2 separate regions of the Oryctolagus cuniculus genome follow, and region 2 is linked to region 1. A link is a contact called in public Micro-C data. All regions are on one chromosome and are shown on one strand. The core of a region is the stretch at or near the end of the contact, and the rest is flanking DNA. Distances in the headings are between cores, read along the strand shown. Region 1 holds the start of HMGCR (3-hydroxy-3-methylglutaryl-CoA reductase). Region 2 holds the start of POLK (DNA polymerase kappa).

Region 1 (7,932 bases), core at 2,288-4,787:
TACAAACTGATCTAAAGAAATCAATTAGCAGTAACATTCCAGAAAATAAATTAACTACTTGTTTCAAAACTAGGTCAAAATGATTTCTAATCTCTCCCAACCCCACTCCACTGCCCCAAAAAAGGCACTTCAACCTAGATAATTCCCTATCAAGTCAATATAGTACATCACTATTTAATCCAGCTGAATTATAATCTAAACTGTTGGGGCCAGCACTGTGGCATAGCAGTTAAAGTTACCACCTGCAATGCCAACATCCCATGAGTGCCCGTTCGAGTCCTCTTCCGATCCAGCTCTCTGCTATTGCCTGGGAAAGCAGTACAGGATGACCCAAGTCCTTAGGCTCCTGTACCCACATGGGAGACCCGGAAGAATCTCCTGGCTTCCGATCAGCCCAGCTGTGCCATTGCCATCTGGTACTTCCCAGGGTGCACACTGGCAGGAAAACTGGAATTGGGAGCCAGAGCCAGGACTCTAACCCAGGTACTCCAGTGTTATTTGGGGAGTGAACCAGTGGATGAAAGCTCTCTCTGTCTCTAGCTCTCTTTCTCTCTCTCTCTCGCTCTCTCCCTCCCTCCCTCTCTCTCTCTCTTTCTGTGTTTGTACCCTGCCTTTCAAATAAATAAATACATCTTTAAAGAAAAAAAAATGTTATTGTGGCATCGTCAGTTCTGCAATATTTTTTCTTAAAGTAACCTTCGCAACATTCAGGGAAAAATTTACACACAGCTCTATGAGCCACCCAAAACACGGACAACCACACACCTATTTGGAAATACGAAGTCATCTTAACAAAGGTGTGTCAAAAGTAACCATAATTATAAACTCGTTTCTTGTAAACTCCCATCTCATTTCTCTGTGATTATGCAAAGCACTGACATGCTACAGAATCTCACCTTCCACCTTCAGCAGCAGCTGCAAAGGGCACTGGCAGGCTAAGGAAGGCGCACGTATATTAAATACAGTGTTTATTCATGCTGCAATCAAACTTTTACTTAAAGGAAACAGGGTCAACAGACAATATGCCTCGCTTGGCCAGACTGAAGTACGCTGCAAACGTTTCACAAACTTCTTAGAAGAACGGGCATTTAAATTCACTGGAATAGTCCAACTCTAATCCAATCTGCTACAAGAAATACCAACTATGGCCGAATGCAGAGAGAGATGCCGGGGCACCTGGATTCTTCCTCCCATTCAGCACTGTTCCTGGGTCAATAATAATCCTGCATTTGATTATACAGCACCTGACATCCTTCTCACATTAATTAATGACTACATTTTGCCTCTAAAGGCAAGAACCGCGTCTTAGACTGCAGTCATTCTTAACCCCAACAGCATCTGGCTTGCTGCTGCTCGATTTAGTATACTAGGGAAAAAAAAATCTTACGCTGGAGATCAGAGAACAGGGATTCTGTACCCAGTTCTACCCCACGCTCCCCGATTGTAAGCCAGGCTCTGCTCTCTTCTTCCACTCAGGAAACTAGAACTACAAGTCCTCTGACAAACACAACTGTTCAATGAAACCGCCTAAAACTACCACTTCCCTAAGTTTAAAAAAAAAAAAAAAAAGGTCGAGTTTCAAACACCGGCAATTTCGCAACGGCCCACTGAGCCGCGGCCGGTGCTGCGGGATGCGCGCAAGGCTTCCACCTCCGCGCCGTCAGGGTCCGGGGCTGACCCCGAGCCCGCAACCCCACGCGGCCGGACCGGAGGACCCCGGCGCCGAGCAGGTTTCGCCCCTTCAGAGATCGCGGGCAGCGGCGGGGGCCCGGCCCGGCCCGGGGGTCCCGGAGCAGCCCCTGCGGCCTTCGCGCGCGTCACTGCCTCCGCGGACGCCCGGCCTTCCTCGCCCCGGAGCCTCGGGGCCACGCTGACCGCACCCCCGCGACGACGACCGCTCCCGGCCGGTCAGCAGCAGCCGCCCCTCCCCGAGGCCGGCGCCGCCCAAGGCCGCCCCGCCGCCGCCCCGCCGCGGCCCGCCGCCCCGCCGCCCCTCCGCACCCCGGCTCCCCACCGCGACCTCACCTCAGGATCTCACCAGAGGCCGCCGGCGCCGGACGCCCAGCTCCGCTCGTCTCAGTCAACGGAGACGCGGGGCGGAAGGAGCCTCGGCTTACGCACGCTCGCTGGCGCACGAGCCGGCGGCCAATAAAAAAGGATCGTCCGATCGAACGACCAATCAGCTTGGGGCCGCCCGCCGAACGGCCTACGTCACGAACGGTCGCCCTAACAACCGCCTCCAGCTCCCCCTCGGCCGGCAGCCTCACCGCACCACCTCGCACCACGGCGCTGCCAGCCAATCGCGGCTCGAGGCCCGGAAGCGGGGCCTGCCTATTGGTCGAGAGCCGCGAGGACGTCCGCGTGGAGCCGCCCGGCCGAGGCGATAGGGGGTCCCGGGTGGGGTGGCCCGAGCGGCTGCCGGGGCCGACGGTGGAGGAGGAGGAAGGGGGCAGGCCTAAGCGAGCGCTGCTGACGGTCGGCGGGAGGGGAGGCGACCGGAGGAGGGGCTGCGAGATGCAAACCGCCCTCACGCCTGCGAGACCCCCGTTAGCGTTAGCGGAGGGCTCCGGTTATGCTGCGCGGGGCCGGCCCTGCCTGTGTGGGCCTTTACCCTCCGGTACCTGCCGAGGACGCCGACTCTCCCACCCGTCCCTCACCTGGGCGACAGCTCTGCCCCTCGCTCCCCACCCCACCCCCGGAGGAGGCGACAGCTCTCCCACCTGCCCCCCCCCACCTGGAGGAGGCGACAGCTCTCCCACCTGCCCCCCCTCACCTGGAGGAGGCACAGCTCTCCCACCTGCCCCCCCCCACCTGGAGGAGGCGACAGCTCTCCCACCTGCCCCCCCCACCTGGAGGAGGCGACAGCTCTCCCACCTGCCCCCCCAACCTGGAGGAGGCGACAGCTCTCCCACCTGCCCCCCCACCTGGAGGAGGCGACAGCTCTCCCACCTGCCCCCCCCCACCTGGAGGAGGCGACAGCTCTCCCACCTGCCCCCCCCACCTGGAGGAGGCGACAGCTCTCCCACCTGCCCCCCTCACCTGGAGGAGGCACAGCTCTCCCACCTGCCCCCCCCACCTGGAGGAGGCGACAGCTCTCCCACCTGCCCCCCCTCACCTGGAGGAGGCACAGCTCTCCCACCTGCCCCCCCCACCTGGAGGAGGCACAGCTCTCCCACCTGCCCCCCCCACCTGGAGGAGGCACAGCTCTCCCACCTGCCCCCCCCACCTGGAGGAGGCGACAGCTCTCCCACCTGCCCCCCCCCCACCTGGAGGAGGCACAGCTCTCCCACCTGCCCCCCACCCCTCCCTCACCTGGAGGAGGTGACAGCTCTCCCACCTGCCCCCCACCCCTCCCTCACCTGGAGGAGGTGACAGCTCTCCCACCTGCCCCCCCACCCCTCCCTCACCTGGAGGAGGTGACAGCTCTCCCACCTGCCCCCCCACCCCTCCCCACCTGGAGGAGCTGACAGCTCTCCCACCTTCCCCTCCCTCACCTGGAGGAGGCACAGCTCTCCCACCTGGTCTTAGCACTCCGGGTGCTCCGGCTCCTAGAGCAGACCCACGCCCTGGCACGGTGATCCTCCTGTGGTGCCACAGGCCTGCCCCACGTTGCTGGGAGTGTCTGGCTGGCTGCTGGGTCAGAGAAGGTGACTCTAGCAGCAGGGCCCCACCCTGCATTGCCAGCACATCTCTCACTTCCCTGGTTCACACACCCCACGTTCAGCCCAACGTAACCAGCCCTTATCCAGTCAGTCTGAGTCCCATTTTACCTCTCTCTATGTCCTGTTTGTTTAACCTGGATTTGTCTACTCGCTTTACATGTTGAAATCCTAAGGATGCCTTAAGGACCTTTTTGCCTTTTATGAGTCCCTCAGGCATAGGTTGTAGCTCCCTGATACCTCTGCTTGTCTTATTTTCTTATGTGGAAACTTTTAAAGAGGACTTGTACTTCACTGGATTTTAAAGCCCTGTGTGTTGAAACACTGTACATAGAAAGTACTGCACATTCAAGTTATCCTCTTGCTATAAGCTCATAATCCTTATGAAATAGGTAGTATCTTTTTTTTTTTTTTTTTTTGACAGGCAGAGTGGACAGTGAGAGAGAGAGAGACAGAGAGAAAGGTCTTCCTTTTGCCGTTGGTTCACCCCTCAATGGCCGCTGTGGCCGGCGCACCGCGCTGATCTGATGGCAGGAGCCAGGTGCTTTTCCTGGTCTCCCATGGGGTGTAGGGCCCAAGCACCTGGGCCATCCTCCACTGCACTCCCTGGCCACAGCAGAGAGCTGTCCTGGAAGAGGGGCAACCAGGACAGAATCCGGCGCCCCAACCGGGACTAGAACCCGGTGTGCTGGCACCGCAAGGTGGAGGATTAGCCTAGTGAGCCGCGGCGCCGACCCGGTAGTATCATTTTACAAAGACAAACGAAAGCATGTAAGGCAACTTGCTGTGGAACACATAAAAATGAGAAAAGCTGGATTTTGCCCCAGAATCTGCCCATTTTACAGCACTCCATTGCTGCATGCTGCAGCCTTTATCGCCGTCACCTCACCCAATTCTTTGAAATGCTCATTATGTGCAGGGTGCTGTGGATGGCACTGGAGATATACCAACCAGTACACAGACACGATACCTGCCTATATGAACCTTGCCTAGTAAAGAAAACAGGCGAAGCTAGCAATACTATGAGCTTGTCAAAAGGAAAAGAAGAACGAGTATATAAATTCAAAGGCATAGAAATTGTCATCAAGAATGGCCCTTGAAGTCTGAAGAGTTAAACATCTCAGAACAGAAGTTGCAGATTGTACAAAAGCTTATAGATATTAATTCACATAAGCATTATAAGGTTCCTAGAACAAAAAGCTTTAGACCAAGGTTTGAAAACTTTCATTCCCAAACTCTGCTCCATTGAGAATGCCGGCAGGTGCACAGCTGCAAAAGCCAGCAGCAAAGAAACTCTCGTGGTCCAGTTTCACTTTCTTTTCTTTTTTTTTTTTAATGATTTTAGTTAATTTTGAAAGATTTACAGAGAGAGAGAGAGAGAGAGAGAGAGAGATCTTTATCTGCTGTTTCACTCTCTAGATGGCTGCAACTGCCAGGGCTGTGACGGATCGAAGGCAGGAGCCAAGAGCTTCTTCTGGTCTCCCACATGGGTGGAAGGGCCCGGTACTTGGATCATCTTCCATTGTTCCCAGGCCTGTAGCAGGGAGCTGGGTTGGAAGTGGAGCAGCCAGGACATGAACTGGCATCCATCTGGGATGCTGGCGTCACAGGCAGCAGCTTTAGCTGCTACACCACACCGTCAACCCCTAGCTTTATCTTCTTCAGACAACTTCTGTATCGTTCCCAAAATGTATGTCAAAAGAATGCTAGTTGTACAAACTAATCATCTGTGCCCCTTTGGAGTAGTTGTCACCTTATAATAATCACATCACACTGCACATTTACTAATGCAAAAAAAAAAAAAAGTGAGGCCTCTGACCTTCACTTTTATTGGTTTTTGTCGTCATGAGTCATGCGTGAAAATGGGGAGTCACCATAACAACAATAAATGTTCACATAGCACTTCCCACAACTCAGCCACATTTCTAGTGCTCTATACATTACCTTCTTTGATTGGCATTTCTGAGAGGAAAGCTGTCCTGTAAAGTGTGCTTGACAAATGCTCAAGCTACAGAGACGGGCGTTAAGTAGCATGCCTGAGTTCATGAACCTTGGAAGCAGCAGAGCTGAAACCTGGACTTTGGAACCTGGCTCCCAAGCACAGGCACCAAACTTGTCCACTGCTTTCCTTTGTATCAGCATAAACGACACTATCTGTTTTGGGCCACACCATATAATTATTTAAACTTCTGATGCTTTACTGCAAGATGGTTTTCCAGCCATCGTTGCCGGTGTTGTGGCACAGTGGGTTAAGCTACCGCCAGTGATGCCAACATCCCATATGAGCACAGGTTCAAGGATCAGCTGCTCCACTTTCCATCCAGTTCCCTGCTAAAGTAATTGGACTCCTGCCACCCACAAAAGAGACCTGGTTGGAGTTCCAGGTTGCTGGCTTCGGCCTGGCCTAGCCCTGGCCTAGTCCTAGCCCTTGCAGCCATTTGAGGAGTGAACCAGTGGATGGAAGTTATTTCTGTCTCCCTCTTTCTCCTTCTCTCTGTAACTCTATCTTTAAAATAAATAAATAAATCTTTTTTAAAAAGCAAAAATATTTTTTCATAGTATCAGTGAAGAGTCGTACTTTCCTATTGTAGTTCCCAGCTGTGTCAAATTTATATCTTCCAGTGCTGAGCAGTCCTCTCTTTCTGGCACACTATTTTTTTCATCCTTTTAAACTTCACAATTTTTTAAAATATTTATTTATTTGAAAGTCAGAGTTACACAGATAGAGAAGGAGAGACAAACAGAGAGGTCTTCCATCTGCTGGTTCATTCCCCAGTTGGCTGCAATGGCTAGAGCTGGGCCAATCCAGAGCCAGGAGCCAGGAGCTTCCTCAGGGTCTCCCACGTTGGTGCAGGGGCCCAAGGACTTGGGCCATCTTGTACTGCTTTCCTTGGCCACAGCAGAGAGCTGAATCGGAAGTGAAGCAGCCGGGACTCGAACTGGCGCCCATATGGGATGCCGGCACTGGAGGCGGTGGCTTTACCTGCTACGCCACAGTGCCAGCCCCTAAACTTCACAATTTTTAAACAAGAAGTTGCAAGTGATAGTTGGTCCCACCTAGCTTCCGGCAAATGCTATATGGATGATCGCTCCTGTGAAAGGCCAAGAGGGGCAGGCGGAGGGCCCATGCTCTGCTCAGCCCTTAAGGCGCAGGGTGAGGGAAGAATACACTTTGCAGACACCATGGCAAGTGATCTGAGTGGGACGTCACAGGGTCTACTGAGAACAGTTTGGGCTGTGGAGCTTTCCCTTTCATTTCTATTTAAATGCATTTAGTTTTAGACAGATGATTTTTTTCCTCAAGAACAATACCTTCACTTCAAATAAATAGTGGTCAAAATAAAGGAGTTCAAGATGACATCATTCCCATTTGTCTTTAGTCTTGGTGTTGTGTGGATGACAAACAACAGCTCGTCATGACAGATCCAAAGCAATCGCCCCGCTTGTTAACATTTCCCCCTTTCTGAGCCATGCACAAGGAGAAATCACACATGGGGTCACACCACCCTCACGCAGTCCAGCAGAGCTGCCCTGCCACCTGGACCCGTTTCTTCAGCAAAAAGAAGTGGCAATTTCTGAAAGTGGGAGGTGCTTTTCTCCTACAGCCATGTCATATCTTCAAGTTTGACTTTGATTTTGTATATTTTGGATGCACTTCTTGTAGGCCTTTGTGGAGCTGGTTCCCTGCAAAGGTTGCTTCATGACATCATCAACGCCAGTGATGACTGTGCTTTCCATACCTTGGCTACCTGGGACTCCAGTGGAGGCCTTTCCACCAAGGAGGCAGGCATCACTGTTACCTCTGTCCTAGTGACCGTCTTCCCCCAAGCACAGCCCGTCAGTGCTGCCCCAGATTTTGTAAGTGTCTGGGAACATCTCATGTTGGCTGAGGAAGCCCCAGTAGGTAATCATGATGGTGACTCCAGGGACTGGACAGAGGCACTCGTGCGGCAACTGCACCAGAAGGGTGCTGGGGAAAGGGAGTGGCAGGTGGAAAACCTGGGTTTTTCATGAACAAGGGTAGGTTTGAGGCCATCTGAGCATTAAGGCCAGGACTGCGTGCAGGAGCTGAAGGAAAAAATTTTACTGGACTGAAATCTGAAGTCCTGAAGAACACAGATTTAAAAGGTAAGAAGTCCCAAGCAGACTGACTGACAGATGTCACATTCCTACTGATGTAGTTTCACGTGGGCTGCTGCTCTTATCCCCAAAACTAAGCATTTTCCTTCTTTGTTTCTGGAAGTCTCCACACTTAATGGTTGGAATCTCTCTA
Region 2 (7,932 bases), core at 3,444-5,943, 160 kb before region 1:
ATAGCAGCTGCTATAAGTTGAATAGATTAAGATCTCTAGGTTGCTTAGTTATTTGAAAGGCAGAGAGAGAGAAGAGATATCTCATCTGTTGGTTAACCCCTAAATAATGGCAAAAGCCCAGGATGGGTCAGGCTAAAGCCAGAAGCAGAAAACTCGTTCTAGGTCTCCCATGTGGGCGGCATGGACCCAACCAATAGAGCCATCACCTGCTGCCTCTTAGGGTGCACATCAGCAAATAGCGTGAACTAGGAGTGAAGCCAGGACTCAAACCCAGGCACATTAATAAGGGATGCAGGTGCCCCAAAAGGTGTCTTAACTGCTAGAATAAACTCCTGTCCCAGAACGCTCGATTTTTAACGGGTCACGGTTCAGTTTGAAGTGGGAAGAATGTTATAAAGAACAGTTATAGTTCCGGGCCGCGCCGCGGCTCACTGGGCTAATCCTCCGCCTAGCGGCGCCGGCACACCAGGTTCTAGTCCCGGTTGGGGCGCCGGATTCTGTCCTGGTTGCCCCTCTTCCAGGCCAGCCCTCTGCTGTGGCCAGGGAGTGCAGTGGAGGATGGCCCAGGTGCTTGGGCCCTGCACCCCATGGGAGAACCAGGAAAAGCACCTGGCTCCTGGCTCCTGCCATCGGATCAGCGCGGTGCGCTGGCTGCTGGCGGCGGTGGCCATTGGAGGGTGAACCAACGGCAAAAGGAAGACCTTTCTCTCTGTCTCTCTCTCTCACTGTCCACTCTGCCTGTCAAAAAAAAAAAAAAAAAAAAAAAAAAAAAAGAACAGTTATAGTTCCAGGTTAGCTAACAAAGAACTACTTTAACTGAAAATGCATCCTCAACACAAACTCCATGTGAACAGGAACTACAAGCACTTGTTAGGGACTGAAATGTGTTCACCAAAGTTCTTAAGCTGAACGAAGCTCCAGCATTCAATGTGACTATACTTGGACAAAGGGTTTATGAGTTGGTGAATAAAGTTGAACAAAGCCATACAGTGGGGCCCTAATCCAGTAGGACTGGTACATTTACAGGAAGCAAATAGGCCAGAACTTTCTTATCTATGGGACTTGGTTATGGCAGTCTGAGTTAACAGGATCTTTATAGTTCTACTTTTAAACAATTAGACAATGTTTTCAGTTTCAGCTTAGGACGTCCTCTCCTACCACAAACTCAGCTTCAGTAACCAATATCCCCCTCATTCCTGTGCTTGTTGATCAAAGTGTCAACATTCTCTGTTCCAACACCTGTGGGGTTTTGATTGCTACATCTTGGCAGGGGAACAGAGGACAGGAATGAAGGGTTGGTGGTGTATCTTTGGTGAGTGAGATGATGTGGAACAACAAGAAGCCTGAGCAGAGGATGGGGAACTCTAGCGGAATGAGAACTAAATCTAGAACGTGGCTACTTGGGCTCTAGTCCTTTACTAGCTGTGTGACCTTTGGAGTATTATTTAAGTTTCCTGTGGTTTCTTCATCAAATATATGAGAAATTTAATAGAAAAAAGTTCTCTAGAGTTGATGTTAAATAAGACACCACAGATGTAAATAAGTCAGGCAAATTCAAGATGTTTAAAATATTAGTTAAGAGCACGTTTTCCTGACACACTCTATCTACAGAATACAGTATTCACACAACTCGCACTTTGAGAGGTATTCTGAAGCAGAGAAAAGGATACGTGCAGTCCGTGCAATCAGACCTGGTTTCAAAACCTAATTCCACCGCTTTGTGGCTCCATGACCCTGGATCAGTTACTAAGCCTCCCTTTGTTTTACTTTTTATTATCTGTAAAATGAAACCTACAATGCTTATGGATGACTTACTGAAATTTACTTTTCTTGATTTGACAGGCAGAGAGAGATACAGATACATATCCACTGTTTCAATCCTTAAATGCCTACCATTGTTGAGGCTGGGCTGGAGCGAAGTCCAGGTTCCGGGGAGGCTCCCATGTGGACAGCAGAGACCCATGACTACTTAAGTCATCACATTCCACGACCCCCTCCCCCACCAGGGTGCACATAATCAGGAAGCTGGAATCAGAAGCGGAACCTGGACACAAACCCAGGTCCTCCGACATGAGATTTGGAAGTCCCAACAGCTAGGCCAAATGCCTACCCTCTGTGTATGATCTTTAAGGAATGAGTTCACATATTGAAAGTACCTAGACAACATAAATAGTTAATACCGTAAACATGCCATTTCTTCACAATGTTCTAAAAATAAAATGAAGTTCCTCAAAAACTTGTAATAGTAAACACTAAATAAAATGAGAAGATATGTGGCATTTATCAGAGGTTGGGCAGGGAAGTCCCTAAGCGAGAAAGAAAACTCAACAGCTATCACTCCAAATGAACAAAGAAAGCTCACATATCCCAGTACTACAATTTCTTTCCATTGACAGTAATTAAGTAAACCCCAACCTCTAATGTGGGATTGTAATCATTACACAAAAATCTTTCTGTACCTAAAAACACTTTAGTGTTTAACTACAAAGGAAAAATGTACTAAGAACCTTTTTGTAAAAAGGCACTTTTTCACACTGATACTAAATACGATGAAGCAATTTCCTACCAAGTGGGTAACGTAGTGATCTAACTGCTGGTGGTTCTAACCACACACAACCTTAAAAGGTATAAAACACCACAGAAAGTTCAATTTAAAACGTACGCTCCTGTGAGTCTAAACTGCATTATGAAGTGAATCTCTCAATGATTCGTTTACTTAGTGATATTTTAAAAACCTAGCGCTTGAGAAAACCAGAAATAGCAAGTCTAGCCATACCAGGCCATCTCCAGGCTACGGCAGAGCGAAACGTAACGTGGTGAAGGCGCACTTTCCGCCACCCACCCAAGAGGCGTCAACCGCCAAGTCAATGTCCTCCTTTCTCGCTCTTGAACGACAGCCTCGGGCCCGTGCGTTAGCGCGAGGACCGAGGGATCCAAACGCCCCCTCTCGCAGGCCCTCCGCGCGCCACCGCGACTTCACCACAGCATCGCAGCTGTCAGCCTCTGCCCGGGCAAGACCCACGGCCCGTCCCGCGCGTCCCCACGCGCCTCTCGCCACTACCAGTCGTTCCGGGCCGCGCGCTTCCTCCCTCAGACCCCGAGGCTCTGCCCAGCCCGGCAGTCAGCGAGCGCTCCGCATCTTAATAACGACGCTGACTAGCGGCGACCCTCAGGAAACGGCGAACAGGCGCCGGGGACAGGCGGCTCAACGCACAGCCCTGCGGCGTCGCCCGTTCCCCGACCGCCTCAAAGCAAAACCCAGTCTCCCGCCACGGCCGGCGCGGCCCCGGCCGCCGGAGCCCGCCCGCTCGACCAGCCGGCCCCTCCGCGTCCTCACGGAGGGTCCCCGCCGCCGCGGCCACCTCACCGCAGCCTCGCCCACCCGCCGACCCCGCGTCCCCGCGCCGCCGACTCACCCGCCGTCGCGCCCCGACTACAGCTCCCAGCAGGCCGCGCGCGCCCCGCCCAGAACGCCGCGCGCCGCCGCCCCGCCCCCGCGCTGCACTTCCGGCCCGGCGTCGCCGGCGGGGACCCGGGCCCTGGGCGCCGCGCGTCAGACGCCGGGGAGGGAGCGGGCGGGAGCCGGGAGCCGAGGAGCCGGCGGGGAGGGGCAGGGGAGGGGCGGGAGGGTAAATAGTGCTGGGCAGGAAGATGGCGGCGGCGGCGGCGTGAGGGACCCGCGCTCCGCGGCTGGGCTCGTCCTCCCTGCCGCTCCCGCGCCCTGTCCGAGGTGGCAGCGAGCGGCCGGGTCCGGGCGGCGGCGCCGGGCGCAGCGCAGGGTCACGGCGGCGGCCGAGAAGCGGAAGAGCGGGCTTCCCTCGCCGCTCGTTCGCCTTCCCCGCTCCGCCCGGAGCCAGGCGCGGCGGCCGCGACGCGGCGGGCGGGCTTCCCCGCTGCTGCCGCCCCCCGCGCCGGGGCGTGTGCCCGCCGCCTCGCCGTCCCCAGAGCCCTGTCCGCGGGCGCCGGGCGCCTGCTGCGGCGCAGGCCGGGCCGCCGGGGCCGCTCTCCCGCTCGGCCGTCGCGCCTCCATGTCGGACAACCAGAGCTGGAACTCGTCGGGCTCGGAGGAGGACCCGGAGACCGAGTCCGGGCCGCCGGTGGAGCGCTGCGGGGTCCTGAGCAAGGTGAGCGCGCGCGCGCGGCCGCGCCCCGCCCGGGCTCACCTGCGGCCCGGGGGCGAGGCGCCTCCGCGCCGTGGGCCGGCGGCGCTGCCCGCGCGGCCTCGGGGCCGGGCCTGGGCTGGGTCGGACCCCGCCTCCGGGCCGGCGCGCGGTGAGCCAGGACTGAGGACTTGGGTGCTCGCCCGGCGCAGAGCCCGTGGACGGGCACGTGACGGTGCCGGGACGTTCGCGGCGGCTGGGACCCCGTCGGAGCCGCTCGCCGTGGGTTGTGGGTGGGGAAGGCGTTCGGGACGCGCGCGGCGTGTGCGGTTCCGCGTTCCGCGTGTTCGCCGTGCGCGCAGCCCCGCGGCCTGCTGCGACTTCCCTCGCTGCGACTGTTGAACCTGTGGCAGCGGCTGGGCAGTGGACTTGAGCGGAGGAGAGCCGGCCCCTCACCAGCTGGTCGTGGATTGATGCTGGGTCACGTGCAGAATCGCCCCGCGTGGCTCTGCGAGACGTTGGGACGTCGTCGGTGGAAGTGTTTCCCGTTAGGCCTTGTGACCGCCTTTAGCAGGCTGGAGGGGAAGGGCCTAGGCTGGCAGCAGTGTGCAGGCTGGTGTGCGAGTGGTGACAGCACAGTGGACAGGTGACGGAGTTCAGTACGGGGACGCTCCCTGGGGTCTCTGTGGTCAGATGGTCTTGTCGTGTGGGAGTCTGGAGTGAATCCCAGTGTGCAAGGTGCAGACTTCTGATGGGACTGTCTGCGAAGTGAGTTCTTCGCTTCTCAGTGTCTCCAGTAGTTGCATCACTTCTCTTTAGATAAGCAGCAGACTACCATATCAGTACTGTGGCAGGGTTAAGTATTCTGTGAAACAAACTGTCCTTTTGACCTGTTTGGAGAGAGGTGGAGTGCCGTGGCTGGTGGAAAAAGTCACCAGCACTCCTGCGGAGTAATACAGTGGACATATGAAAATGGGGGGCCGTGACCTCGGCGTGGAAATGCGCAGACCGCTCCTGTGGACGGCAGGTAACTGCCGGTCTGGTTGTTGCTGCGTATGTGGACTCGCAGAATGTAGCTTTTAGTGTTTTTGTTAAGAGCTGTGTGAAGGGAAGTTTGCTGAGATTTAAGTATGGCTCCGTGTAGTGTTTCTGGAAGCTTTTAATCAAGGACATTTTATAGTGATTATGTATACTGATCAGGTGCATGTTTTTACGTATGTATTATGTGTTTAATTCCTTTGTATTTATCTGATATTTTAAACAAGAGTTAACTCAGCATCTGCCCTTTTCCTTGTGTTGAATAATGTAAAGTCCCAATACATTATATTCCTCATCCCCCCAAATGGAGTGGATTTGGAATGGGGTGTGCAAATTGATATCAGAAATATACTAGTGCAAAGAGTTTTTTTTTTCTATATGATGACGTGAATACATGAAAATATCTATACAGCGTATTTCTTACAGATTCATTTAAGAGTTCCAGAAATCTTGGATAGGTGATAATTCCGAATGGTAATCACAGGTAACAGGATGAATGATGATTGGGAAAAGAGTCACACTTCAGTAGGCCCTGGGCCGCTGAAGCTCAGATAAACGAGATCTCAGCTGCTTCTGCACGTTCCGCGCCTGGTGGTCTCCTGGGCCTCAGTTTCTCCACAGTGATTCTGTCATCTCAGATACTACGTGGAGCCTTTGCTCACTTTGTCAGTCTTTCAGATTTCCTTTCTTTGAATTTTCACAGTATTTTATATGTAACTTGGTTCTGATTCTTTGTCAAAATACTGTTTGTTTTTCCTCTTGAATTTGTGCTTGCTGGGCTATTGGTGATAGGAATCTCTGATTCTCCTGCAGTTTGCAACACACTGCTTTGTGTTGGTTAAATGGGGAAGCATGAGGGTAGAGAAAAGGCGAAAACCTGTCTTCCAGATGTGGTAGTAACAGCAATGTTTGCTGGATGCAGTCCTGAGGCTGATGTGATTTGTGGAGTCCTCTAGAAGAAAATTATATGAAATGATGGCTACACAGTTGCAGAAGTCTCTCCTGTCACTTTGAAGAGAGTCTGTTGTAGTGAGAGCTGAAGGTGAGGGTGACTTGGGCATAATGCTGCCAGGCACTGAGACTGTACTGTGTGCTGGGCACTGTTCTAAGCCTGTTCAGATAAGCACGCATCAGGGGAAGGAACATGACCATGTCACACGGTGACTTGCCTTTTGGAAGGGTGCTGATGGGAAAGTGAAATTCATCCATGGAAGGTCTTGAACACCAGTCTGAACGGTTGGTGTGAAGGAAATGGGAACTTGGTACTTATGTTTTGGAGCTGGAGAATCAAGGTTAAGATGTAAGAGAAGTAAGCAAATATGATTGGTCATTAAATAAAATGATGTAACTTATGAATACGGAAAAGGTACTTAGAGGTCAGGCAGTCTAGGAACATGTTCATTGATTGGAATAGTTGAAAGTTCAAAGGAGAAGGCAAATATGAGAGTTGAATATGAAGGAAAGAAGATCAGAATTTGGTGTTGGGATATAGAGATAGAAAAGCAGTAGTGGAACATTATCTTCCATGACTGTGCTGGGCACTTTCATTATTTTATTCAGTTGTTCAGACAACAGACTCAAAAACGGAAGCTCACGAAAGTTAATTTGCCAAACCTCTGCTCACAGAAGATGTAAGTGGCTGAGTCTGTGCAATGCTGTATCCACTGCTCTGTTCGTGGAAGATGCTGTGAGCCAGACTTGTGTTTGCGTGACTGCAGAAGTGAGGATCTAGCCAAGGAACGGGAACCTAGGGAGCAAACACACTGACGGAAGGGAACTGTTTGTTTGAAGTCAGCGTCTAGGTGGCGGAGTCACAGTGAGGTAGAAATAAGAACGTGGTCATTAGGGGACCCTAGAAAAGAAGGACTTGAGTCATTGGCATGAGTGAGCTCTTAGAATGGGTTTGATGGTGAGGCTTAGAAGTCAGAGCTGAACTGATGTCAAATATGCTGGAGTGGGTTGTAGAAAAGTAAAGGTTTCCTCATAGATGAAGAGCCTGAGCCAGTGCAGTATATTTCAGCAATCCATTCCATTCATTTTTGAAATTGTCTATACATAAAACCCCAGATGTAATTAAAATCACACAGAATTAAATAGTCCATAGAGGTTACATAGCTGCCTTTGCCAGTTTATGGTGGTCCTCTCTGTGCAGCAAGACACAGAAGCCATTTTTATAAATAGTATTAGAGAACGATAATCCAAGTTTGTTTTTAAGAACCAATTCTATATTTTCATTATTACGCTTAGGCTTGAAAGATGCAACTTTAGATAAACACAGAAAATAGCCATTTAAAATGTATGTTGAGTACACTAGAGGAAAAACTAAAGTTGATGTGGACTTATTACATATTAATCATCTAGTAGTTTTACTTTGCTGTAGTTAAGACCATCATACATTTTCATATGGAATAACTTAGAACATAAGTAGAGTTTTGGCAATGATTTGGCTTCATGCTTGTGTTGATTTAGAAGATTTCATGTAGTATTTGGTGTAGACAATGAATGACTGTGTAACTGAACTTTTATCTTGAGTATGTTAATTATGAGAGGGACCGAAATAGATTTAAGTTTCATGAATGAGATGAGGAGGGGAGGATGAAGGCTGGCAAACAACCATGCAGAATTTTTTTTAAAAAGCAAAATCCTGCTTCACTTTTATTTCTCAAATATTAGACGAAAATGTTGTGGGTTTTTTTTTAATCTATTTATAATATTGTACATTATATAATCTTGAAAAATCTCAACTTTTCACTTTTTATAATCTTCTATTTGTGATTATGATTATGATTTTCAC

What was found. A called contact is a pair of places that touch in the nucleus more often than the background predicts.
Region 2: a contact with region 1 is called in a Micro-C map of ear pinna, with 4 times the contacts expected there. The contact joins the promoter of POLK here to the promoter of HMGCR in region 1. A contact is called at or near these places in 2 of 6 Hi-C or Micro-C datasets (ear pinna and an unstated tissue).

The regions. Positions count from the first base shown.
Region 1 is chr14:411,962-419,893 of mOryCun1.1, reverse strand. HMGCR (3-hydroxy-3-methylglutaryl-CoA reductase) reads right to left here and starts at 3,537. Exons shown (of 20, transcript XM_070056274.1): 1 at 3,519-3,537.
Region 2 is chr14:573,780-581,711 of mOryCun1.1, reverse strand. POLK (DNA polymerase kappa) reads right to left here and starts at 4,693. Exons shown (of 16, transcript XM_051838659.2): 1 at 4,557-4,693. It overlaps CERT1 (ceramide transporter 1), which reads left to right and starts at 3,652. Exons shown (of 19, transcript XR_001792585.3): 1 at 3,652-4,124.